Regions from separate parts of the Gossypium hirsutum genome. Here region 2 is linked to region 1. Evidence: chromatin contacts called from public Hi-C data. All regions are on one chromosome and are shown on one strand. The core of a region is the stretch at or near the end of the contact, and the rest is flanking DNA. Distances in the headings are between cores, read along the strand shown.

Region 1 (5,834 bases), core at 3,108-5,607:
GTATACGACCTCCTCTACTTGTTCAGCTAATAAATGGGGCCATTATAGGCAAGTTACAGTGGCTGAAGCTTTTAAATTTATTGCCTCGAGCAGCTGGAACATTAAATCATAAATTTGGAAATTCTTCTGGCGTATACCTGCAATGTTGCTTCTTGTTATCGATGTGGAGGGGACGTGGAGTTTGCGATTCAAAGTGTGGAAGCAGATTGTCCTGTCCAATAAGCGAAGCTTGTTCTTTCAACTGTCGCTGTAACAGCTTTGAGGTATTTTCTGAGTATGATTGGAGCTCTATGTTTGGAAGCAACGAAATGACGTAATCTTCAAGCAGCAGAACCTTTTATTCAGGATATCTTGTCTCAATGTACCAGCTGGGCTGTTGCTATTAAAGCAAGAAAAATAAAGGAGAACTTGAGGAACGGAGATCATGCTATATTCATGTTAATTGGTCTACGCCACCTCTTGGATGGAGAAAGGGAATGTTTATTTGACTTCTGTAGAAAGGTAGGATACTATTCAGTCTTCGTAGCGCAGCTTTGGAGCATATTGTGGACGGGGTAGTCTGATAACCTTTTAGCTGTTAACGCCTTAAATAGCAGCACTGAAGTCTTGGATATCAGCTACTCGATGCATTAAAGAGTTTTGCAGGCGTCCCTGGGAAATCCTATTCTGCCATGTTCTTAGAGAAGCAAATAGAGCTGCGGACTTTTTGTCTAGGAGGTCGCCATCAAATGATTTCAGTCTCCAAGTTTTAGATATCCCTCCTGTTGGTATTGAAGACATATTGTCCGGTGTTATTACTACTAGATAACAAGCGATGTTTTTAGGCTGGTGCTTCATGGCCTAGTCTACTCATTTAATACCCAAATACATACATACATATATGAAGTATTTGAAGGATTAACTAATTAGTTTCCGCAAAGTAGAGATGAAATTCACCTATAAGAACGTATAACATAAGCCATGGTTGTACAAATTGGTCAAGTTTTCAATCAGAGGTTCAACCTGCTCAATTCATCTTCTACAGAGTTTTCACCACTGGCCAATCCATTTTCATGTAAGGATCAATTTAATCATCAAACCAAAGCTAGCTCAAAAAGTTTTAGATTAAAAAGTTAATTCATAATAATAATTCAAGGAATATACCTAAATAGTCAATGGAGAAAAAGGCTTTAATATACCTAAATACCGAAATTTCCATTTCAGACCTACATTTTCCCCCAAAGTTCCAAAATCACTGTAATCACTCCTACAAACATACCCTTAGCTTAACCATTTAAATTAATTAAAAACAAAATGGAATCTATACCAATAGCAGGAACAGTGAAAACGGCCCTTGTGACACCTCTGCATGGAAGGGGATTATCAATCTTCAAATAGGCTTGATCTTGAAGTGGAGCGAGATGAGAGAGAACACAAAGCACTTCAAGTCCTGCAGTTTATAAAAATGCGAACAAGGTCAGATATAGAGTCTATATTATAGCCAAGCAGAAAATAGCACATCCTATAAACTTGGGATGCATAAGAGAACCAACATCCGTGGATCAGTATATGCATGATCACAAGGAATCAGATAAACCACGGAAGAAGCCAGGGTCGGATTCCAAGCATGAAAAGGCATCTAATTACCACCCTTAGATATTATGGATCCTAACTGTGCTGGTAACTCGTTTCAAATAGACATTGTAAGAGGAACAAAATAAACTTTAGCATTGCCTTTCAGCATTGTACTTTTAAAAAAAATAAACAAGAAATCAAGTGCCAAAGCAGAAATAAATTAACAAAAATCAATCACGGAGCATCCATCAATGAAAACAAAACCATCTTTGTTTCAAATTACTGTGTTAGAGAACGCGCGAGGCAACAAACAAGAGAAAGTATACTAGAACCTTTTCCCTATACTCAATGATGCAATACAAAGGCCCAAAGGGGGATCACAACATGACTGAAGAGAGCAAAACAGCAGATTGACAACGTCTATTAGCTGACCTGAACCAGATAATAAAATATACGAAGCCCTTCGGGATCCTTGCTGCTCTGAACATCAACAAGGGACCCAATCTTCGAAGTAGTGAAAGAAATATGCTCATTCCCCATCACAATCTCGAGCTCCTGCCGTCCGACACGGTCGGGTTCTGGCCAGTTGTTGTCATCTTCCTTCATGATCTAGACAAAGAAAGCCGATAGAATTGAACAATAATACCAGGAACCATAATTAATAAAAATTGCAAATTTAAACCATCCTGAGCGTCGAAAGAACTACAAGTTACCATTAATCGAAGAAATAAATAATCAACTAAAAACTAAATCTTTTAACCTAAAACCCAGCTGAGCAATTTGAAAAACTGCAGTAAAATCAGAAAATTACAAAACATTTATATCAATCAGAACTGGAAACAAAAGACAATAAATACAAACTCGTTATTTAAGCAAAACATAGAGAAAACAAGAAAAGAAAACCTAATTTTTAATCCCAAACCCTAGGCAAAGTTGAATTAAAGGGGAAAAGAAGGAAAGCATTAAGGCGAAGTAAAGGGTTGAAAAATAATAGGAGACCTCGCTCTCGGTGATGATGCGGCGGCATTCCTTGAGAACGGCAGGGGTGAGGAAGACCTCTTTGCGGATCATGGTGTCGTTTTTGTAGTTGGAGTTGTTAGCATATCGGAGCTTCCCGTCCGGCCTGAACTCGAACTCCAAAAATTCGTGCCCAAATTTCCCTTTATGCCCTACGTAGTAACGGAGGTAAAACTCTCCGCTCTCCTCCTCGGCCGCCATTGTTTTTCCCTCTCTTTTTTTTCTTCTAAGATTCTCGAAAAGAAAACAAACAACACTGAAAACTCTTCCAAGTCCAAGGGATTTTTCTGCATATATAGATGGGTCCACTTAGTTATTGGGCCTTCCAAGTTTTGTTTGGGCTGGGCCTTTTAATCTCATCCATGCATAATCTCAGTATGAATTAAGGATGTCCTCGCAATTAGAAATGTTAGAGTTGCTTAATTCGAGTATAATTAAAATTTTCTAATTAAATAAGTTAAATTGGAATTGATTAAATAACCTTTAAAATTTTAGGGGAGTTTAGATGGATGATTACTTTTTATCTTATATTACCACAGCTACTTTTACACTAATCGCAGATAAACACATTACCCAAATGTACTCTTAATTTGAATTTACACGTCAACAGAAAAAGAAAAACATGTTTTTGTATTGGGTATTATTAAAAACTACAAACTATTGTTGGAGTTTAGTTGATTTATGATTGACTAATAAAATATAATGATAATGATGTCTTACTGAACCAAACTAATACATCAATTATGGTTTGCTGTCATTGTCCAAGTCTTTAAGATTCCTTTTATCTCTTATAACTTTGACTTCGTAGGCTCAATATATATATTGTGATGAACATAGGATAAAAGACCTGTTTTTTAATCATAATTTAAGGCAAATTATTTCGAAGATCATAAAAACATAACTCTCCATCTCTGGTTCATAAAGGAAAAATAAAATAAAATCACACCGAATATTGACGAAAACGAAAGCAAATAAGCCAATAAACAATAGCACTGCCTCTCCCCTAGCACATAATTCCAACAACGGCTCCCAACAAGGCTACCATAAAACCATAATTCACGGTGCTCGGAGCTCCGCTAGGTGTTGACGGGGGAGAAGTTGTTGTACCACCACTCGGGGGAGTCCCGGAAGGAGTGGTGGAACCAGACGGAGTAGAGGGGGTGGAGGGTGAGTTGCCACTAGCTGCTACAACATTGATGGCTAGCTTCATGCCACCAGCACAGTGACCTATGGTGGGGCAAATGAAATACATTGCCCCTGGGTTGGACAGTGTGATGACAGTGTTCCCATCGCTGTAGGATTTAATAGCATTGCCGGTGTTGCAATTATCGTAGTCGCTCTTGGATACTTCCTCCACCGAGTGGCTGCCACCGTAGGTAAACACTAAAACGAAAAAAATACAAACAGGGTCATTCATATTGTTATCTTACTTTGGCTTAATTTTGGTAAGGAAGCAACTTACAAAGTGTGTCGCCTACGGTGAATGTTTTCCCTTGAACCCAACTTTGGTAATCTCCGGTCGAGGTCCAACCGCTGCTGTCTCCTACGGTGTATTGCTCGGCAAAAGCCGCCGGAGCTGCTAGGAGGAGGAAGAGGAGGGCTGCTGCTAAACCCATAATGTTTTAAAGTTTAAAGCCTAACCTTAGTTGGAAAAATAAAGGACGGTGAAGGGACTCTTAGCACGTTACGTTGTGTTATATAGAAGGCTGAAAGTAAGATTTATAGAAGCAAAAAGTCAAGCAATTTCTCTGTTATTCTTACTAAAGCCAATAATTAATGTTAGCTTAATTAATATTCTTCCATCTTCTCCTCACCAAATCGATTTGAATATATATATTCAAATTATAAGAAAGAAAAAAGGGTATTGCTGTGTGGGACTTTTTGGGGTGAAATTTGCAGAATAAAAATCAACATTTATTTTTATTTCCAATTTAATTTTAACACAAACATTTTATCATTACATTACGAATTTGGTGAAGTCATATGTACCTATTATATAAGAGTCAAAAGTTTCTGCCTAAACAAATACAATCTACAATCTCTAACCTAACCACCTTTGGAGAACTTGTGTAACTGATGTCTTGTTTATGCACCAATTTTATGTCTTAAATTATATTTTAAGGATCTAATTTGGTTTTATTCGTGATTTTTAATTTTATTTATGTACTTCAACTTGGCATAATTTGATCTTTCTATTTTTATAATATTATTAATAATTAACACGTTCAAATTGATAACACTGTTAGTTATTGTTATTAAAATGATAATGTACATCAGTCTTACATGTAAATTGTTGAATATTTATTGTGTGCTCAAATAACATTTAAAAAAAATCTACTTCATCACTTTAATGGCCGTAATTAATTATTTTATCAATTTAAACCTAAATAATGTCAAATTAAAGTAAAAGATCAAATACTAAAATTTAGCATAATAGAGGGACTAAAACCATAATTAGACCCAGTTTAATAAAAACCCTAACCCGTTGGCCATTACATCACCAACCAAAAAGATGCTAATCAATTCAAACATTTAATGTTATAATAATAATAATAATAATAATAATAATAATAAATCATTGCATTCCTAATATCTGTATGGATTGGTTAGCAATGGGCATATGATGAACTCACCATAACTGCATTTTATATTTCTGAAAATTATTGGAGTATTAGTTATCATATGATAATGGCCATGTACTTTGAAAATGAAACCTTGAAGGAGTTGGTGGAGTTGGTAAAACAGCCCCCTCCTTTGTTTATCTTTAATAATCTATATTTAAATATATTTTTTATATTCGTTTTACTATCTATGTTCAGAGTTTGTGACTGTATCTTCTAACAAATAAAATGTTGAAAGAGTTGGTAAAACATCTCCCCTCCTTTATTTATCTTCAATAATCTATCATCAAATATATTTTTTATATTCTTTTCATATCCGTTTTACGATCCATGTTCAAAATTTGTAGTTGTTCCTTCTAATGAAAATATATTGTGCCTTACTATTGCACCCCGTCATTTGTTGGTAAATATATATTTTTAATTATACTTTAAAACTATTCATGGGTTCAACAATGTTAATATATAGTATTAATGTATAATTATATAAATTTAATTTTATTAAAATATGTATCATAAATTTTGTTAATATTTTTAAATGTTAAAACAGACCCATTTACACCTGTTCATATTCCTTTTGCTACTATTGTATATTGTTTTTTCCTTGTATTAAATCATTAGATAAAACAATTTAAAAATTTTTTA
Region 2 (6,208 bases), core at 2,003-4,502, 440 kb after region 1:
TAACCTCATTCCAGTAGAGGGCAACTAGAGGTGACTATGATTAAATGAGGGACACAAACAAAGCTCAACATCCAGGAAATTGTTCAATCCCATGTTAGTTTGTGGAAGACCTCATCTCAGCTGCCGGTAAATAAGACTCCAGCATTAGTTCTGCCCGTGAAGGGGAATTGATCTGAACTATCAAGTACGTATACTTCCATTTGTTGTCTGTTTTGTCTTTGAACATTTCTGCAAATACTTTCCCGGCTCCATGGGGTCCACGAATATAGAAATTAACCTGTTTTTTTGTTTTTTATTTTTTTTATAATGGGATGCAATCACCAGATCAAAATTTGCATACGAGTGATCTAGGACGCTAAAAGATTGCGGTAATACAAAGTTGCTTATAAGCAGCTAACAAATATGAAAGACTCTTTTTCCGATAAACTAGTAAAGATTAGAGAATAACCTCCACATGCTCTACACCATTTTCGTCCGTGTATATCCTGTTTGGAATACGTTGGCGGGCTGCACGATTTCTAGTTTCTTGACCATAGCCGGTAATAGGATGTCCAATCCTCACCCTAACCTGACAGAAACAAATGTAATCCCATGTGACATAGAATTACAATGACCACCCCTAATTGGCACTTCAAAATGCTTAGAGTCAAATACAACATGGCTGTCTGTTGAACTGTCTCAAGTCTCAGGCACGAATTGATGCATCTAAGAAAAACAGAAACATGCACAATTGATGCATCTAAGAAAAACAGAAACATACTTATAGTTTATGAAGCTAATATATGTCAAATTCATCCAAAATAGGGCCTCTAACATCTCATTTTGATGCTCGTGCTTCAGAACAACTACTTTTCACAAACCTGGCTTTCGTTCTGAATTCTTTCTAGAGCTTGGTTGAATATCTTATACCTATAAAACCATAGTTTTGAATTAGGGTGCAAATAACAGAGGGAGAAACTTAGTAACCCAATCACCAACTAGGCATTTGACACTTACTCTTTTGGTTGAAATATCAACTCCTTGAAGACGGCATATCCTGCAGCAGCTGCAATCCCAAGCCCGACAAGGATGATCAGACTGTAGCTAGCTCCCTCCGTAAACGTCACAGGTTTGTCTGGGATATTATATGTAGGAGCATCAAATGGATCCTCAACATTAGATAATTCTTTTCTAGTCTGCCGAAGGGATAAAGACAACAACTCAGCCCAACTGATGTGAAGCATGAAGTAACCATAAAGGCCAGAGAACAAAAGATGCAGCAGCATAACATTTGATGAGTACAACTCAGATAATGGATTTACTTAATATAAAATAAACTTCAATATTTTGTTTAACCTTTATTGCTATGCAATGACTGAAGTATGATGAAATAATGCAAGTCATTTCATGCTCAATTAGGAAAGAAAGATGATGATAAATCCTGACCACTTTTCAAAACATTCCCTTTAGCATTCTTTCAGCATTAAGGCATAGATAGCCTCACCATAGAAGTGGATAAAACATGGGTTGATTCACTTATCAGAATAACAAACTAAGCAAGCAACATGAAAACTATTTTTATCAATCATTTAAAGCTAATAGAGATGAGAACACAAAAGGCCAAAAATTGAAGTTAAGATCTAAACCTCAGATGTTTCTTTTGATTGCTTTGAGGTTCTTGATGCAAAGGATCTAGCAAAGCAAGTAGAGATGACCTTCGATCCATGATTTTCTATGTGAGGGACTGATGCTTGAAAGCGAACCAGCCAATCTCGACCAAAGTGTCCTCTAAATGGAAGAGGAATGCCTGTTGGACATTATTGTCAAATAAAAACATATGAGAAAAAAGAAGGTAATAATTAATCTTATGCTAATCCAACTTGACATAAACCTTTTATGCACTCCACAAAGTAGGTCACTTATGCATGATGCAATATTCTATGCAACGAAATAATGAAAAGAAGGTTAGGCCAACATGGAATTTCAGCATTATGGATACCAAAATGGACAGTGATAATAACTGTAAAGTTCTGCTTTATCAGCATCACTAATACAAGAATCCCATAGCCCATAACTTTCAGAAAAATTAGATGAAACTGTGAGGTGTGTGGGGGGGGGGTTCCCTTCCAAAAAGAGTCCAAAAAATCATTATAAATGTATCGCAAATTGGCTAAAACAGTAATAAATTAAACATAAATGTTGAAAGGTAAACATATATGAGAAATAACTAACCAGTAGCTCCAAGCACACCCTGCAAAATGAAAGAAAAAGGCATTTAGTTTGCACTTTGCAGCTAATGTAGAGAGGAACACACACACACACAAACACATAAAGCACTTACTCTGCACCCAACAGAAATTTAGAGAAAAAATGTTAATAGAATAAGAACTACTGCCTCACCTTTGACATATTATTGGCACCTGTCACATACTGTCTTGTAAAATTAGAATTCCCCACTGCTGAAAACTGCAGTAATCAGCAAGTCATCAGCAAATGGTTTAGCAACTGATACAGATTCATCATATCTAAGAAATGCTCTTAAAAGATTATCAAAAAATATAATGCAATCATATTAACCAAGTCATAAAAGCAGAAGAAGTTCCAATAAAGTTGATTGGGTCATAGACCCTTTTGGTTTACTAATAAGTACTCGCTACTATAGAACTTATGTTACTATATCCCTACATTTCATATAAAAACTCACCATTGCAAACTACTTTGTCAGCTAATATCACACATAAAAAGAGTCTATATATTCAGTAGGCAAGCAAAAAAGAAAGACCTCAAAAAAGCAAAAATGAAAGAACAGTAATGTCCATAAAGAAAAACTACCCATACAAAGCAAGGAATACTGGGAATACACCATCGTACCCTTTTAGCAGCTAATGCAAAATCATCCAAATAAAGCTTAGATTCCACAAATGATCTGAAGGAACCACTCCATCTGCTCCTACTAGATATTATAGACCGCCTAATGTTCTGCATCTTCAACTATACAAGCTTAAACCTTTTCTTCTACAACTCTATGAAAAAACACTTTCTTTTTGAATTACCAATGAACAATAAATCAAAACAAGAAAAAACCCCGAACCCCAACAAAACAAAATCAATTTAAAACGTATGAGCCAGTAAGGACAATACAGCGGGATGCAATTGGGGGAAAGGAGAAAACCCCAGCGGTTGAGGTTTTATTCTAGGAAACTGCCACCCAAGGCCGCCTGTGTTTTTACGAGCCCAATAGTCGCCACAAATAGAAAAAAAAAACCTCCCTCAAGGCCCAGTATCAAGAAGGATATAACAACAAACATTTATAACATAGAGGGGTCGAAGAGTAATTATGAGAGATAAAAAGGGTTTTCTCTATTGCAAAATATAAAATATTAATCACGGCGCATAATAGGCATTTCATTCTCCTCCCTCTCTCCTTGCGTCTGTAGTCTGATTAAGAAGGACAGAGAGGAAACAAAGGGGCTTGTTTTAGCTGCCTTTGTCAGGTAATCATCCCTTACCTTAATTTCTGTGCATATAATTATGTATCTACCATATTCTTATATAAAGCTTAACAGTGTATAAAAATATGGTTTGTCATGTTATTGTACTTTCAGTTGAGCAAAGTGACCTGCAAAAGGTGAAGCTTTTTAAGGTTTCTTTGGTTTCCTGGGAGTAATGATAGAGGTGGAATGAATTAATGGGAAGCTTTTGAGTGTTGGGGCATTGAAAATTTAAAACCTTTGCTCTTGAAGAGGCTAATTGAATGGCTTTTCTATTTTGATAGTAGAGAACCTCGGAGGATACTTATCGATTTCGACACCTTTTGTGTGTGTGTGTGTATTTTATTCTATTGTGCCTCAAGTTCACTGAAATTTGGTTGAAGCCGCCTGAGTTAAGTCTTATTCTTGCTCCAGGTTTCTGTTTTCTTGTTTGCATTTTGGCTGTGACCTATGAATACGAACAACTTATATAAATAAGATGTGGTATTTATGATGATTTCTATTATTTGAATGGCTTTCTCGTGGGCGTTGGGGAACAGGGGTTGTGGCAACTTGGGTTTATTATTTGATAAGCGGGGTTTTGCCCTAGTTTGCAAAAACTTTGCTGATAAGTAGTGTAATCAGTGGTTCTTCTAATGTAGATGGCTAGATGGGATGAGATTCTGTCTCTTCCTGTACAAAACCCACCAACCTTGGAGTTCTCTGCTCATGATATTGTATGGTCAAAGGTGGAAGGTTGGCGTGACAATATAGATAGAGTTGCTTTGATCCCTTTTGCTAGAGTGGATGACTTTGTTAGGGGTGAATCCTCTAACAAAGACTGTCCAACTAGATTTCATGTTGAAGCAAGAAGGCGGAGATCGCCAAAGGCACCTTACAAGCCAAAGGTTGATGGTATTCTTGAATATATTCTGTAGGTTCTGCTTCTTTTCTTCCATGTTTTCTTTTTAGTTTTTTTTTTTTTTTTTATCTTTTGATAGCTTGTGCTCAATGGTCTTGCACCATGATCTGTTTGTTTAAATTTATACTGTTCAACTTGTAGGTATTGGTGTTCATTTGGTCCTGATGACCATAGGAAAGGGGGTCTTGTACGTCCCAGCCGGAACACATACATTCCTAAGAAGACAAATGCTGGTCGACCTAATACAAAAAGAGGCTGCACCTGTCACTTTATTGTAAAACGCTTAATTGCTGAACCGTCAGTAGCACTGATAATATATAACCAGGATAAGCATGTAGATAAGAAAGGGTTGCCATGCCATGGACCACAGGACAAAAAGGCAGCAGGCACACGTGCTATGTTTGCACCGTACATCTCAGAGGATTTACGCCTCCGTGTTTTATCTTTATTACATGTTGGTGTGTCTGTGGAGACCATAATGCAGCGGCACAATGAATCTGTAGAGAAACAGGGTGGTCCATACAACCGTGATGACCTTTTGACCCACAGGTATGTTCGAAGACAGGAGAGGAGCATTAGACGTTCTACATACGAGTTGGATGCAGATGATGCAGTCAGTGTAAGCATGTGGGTTGAAAGCCACCAGAATTGTGTATTTTTTTACGAGGATTTCACTGATTCAGACCCTTTTATCTTGGGCATTCAAACTGAGTGGCAGTTGCAACAAATGATTCGATTTGGAAATCACAGTCTCATTGCCTCTGATTCAAGGTTTGCAACAAATAAACTTAAGGTTTGTCTCTTTTCCCTTTTTTTGCCTTTTCCCAACCTCTTACCTCTTAAGTTGTATGACTTAATCCTCTAATTGTCACTGTCACTATCAGTCCATGACTTCTTCTAATGTCTTTGAATCTAACTGTTCTCTCTATGAATTATTTTCAGTATCCTATACATAGTCTCATTGTCTTCAATTCAGACAAGAAAGCAATCCCGGTAGCTTGGATAATAACCCCAAGATTTGCTAGTGTAGATGCTCATAGATGGATGAGGGCTCTATACAACAGGGTTCGCACTAAAGACCCTATTTGGAAGTTGGCTGGGTTTATTGTGGACGATCCTTCTGTTGATGTTCATACAGTCAGGTTTGCTGTGAAGTCCTTTGTCTGAGCTGATTTTACATTACTATATTCTTTAAATATGTTGTAGAAGAATATTGTTCCATTGTCTATTGTGTTAGGTGAGGACTGAGGAGCTTGAGCTCATATGATTTCTTCAATAGTCCTCTTTTAGTTATTAGATTTAGGACTTAGGACCCACTGATTTCTAGCACTAGAATAGCTACTTGCTAAATCCAGGCATCTGATGAGATGTCTTTTAATTCAAGATTGTATATTTTGTTCATCAGCTCCTTGCTTGGTTTTGTCTCCTATGTCTTCTCTAGCCTTGGAGTTCCTCTGCTGAATTCTAACAAATGTGGAACAAGCTGAGGGGTTTGATTTTTTCCATTTTCTTTTGATTTAAACTAGGAGGAACCTAGTTTAGCTTGATTAGGTGAGCTTCTTTAGTGGCATATTATAATGGTTATGTCATTCAAGCATGGAGAAGGGTATGATTTTTGCTCTATTTTATAGATAGATGGAATGTGCTCCATGTCACACGATCTTTCTTTGCATTGTATTCAGGGATGTTTTTGAGTGCGCTGTATTGATATCCTTTTGGAGGGTCCGCCATGCATGGCATAAAAACTTAGTGAAGAGATGTTCAGAGACAGAGATGCGTGTTGAGATATCAAGACGACTTGGGCAGGCAGTTGATGATATTTGCAGAGGATGTGGAA

The links. Hi-C and Micro-C count contacts between places; a contact is called where the count stands out from the background.
Region 2: a Hi-C map of leaf shows a contact between it and region 1, with 1.7 times the contacts expected there. The contact joins the promoter of LOC107915027 here to the promoter of LOC107919902 in region 1. A contact is called at or near these places in 3 of 34 Hi-C or Micro-C datasets (anther and leaf).

The regions. Positions count from the first base shown.
Region 1 is chrD08:7,821,567-7,827,400 of Gossypium_hirsutum_v2.1, forward strand. LOC107919902 (uclacyanin-3) reads right to left here and starts at 4,358. Exons shown (of 2, transcript XM_016849338.2): 1 at 4,034-4,358; 2 at 3,464-3,954. The coding sequence starts at 4,187. The coding sequence ends at 3,575. LOC107919903 (protein mago nashi homolog) reads right to left here and starts at 2,854. Exons shown (of 4, transcript XR_005917428.1): 1 at 2,554-2,854; 2 at 1,987-2,163; 3 at 1,307-1,429; 4 at 1-761.
Region 2 is chrD08:8,259,877-8,266,084 of Gossypium_hirsutum_v2.1, forward strand. LOC107915027 (probable mitochondrial import inner membrane translocase subunit TIM21) reads right to left here and starts at 3,253. Exons shown (of 8, transcript XM_016844125.2): 1 at 2,851-3,253; 2 at 2,380-2,445; 3 at 2,212-2,230; 4 at 1,626-1,786; 5 at 997-1,175; 6 at 861-909; 7 at 449-568; 8 at 1-277. The coding sequence starts at 2,964. The coding sequence ends at 95. It overlaps LOC107915005, which reads left to right and starts at 3,364. Exons shown (of 6, transcript XM_016844098.2): 1 at 3,364-3,473; 2 at 4,112-4,383; 3 at 4,513-5,164; 4 at 5,314-5,513; 5 at 6,054-6,208. The coding sequence starts at 4,112.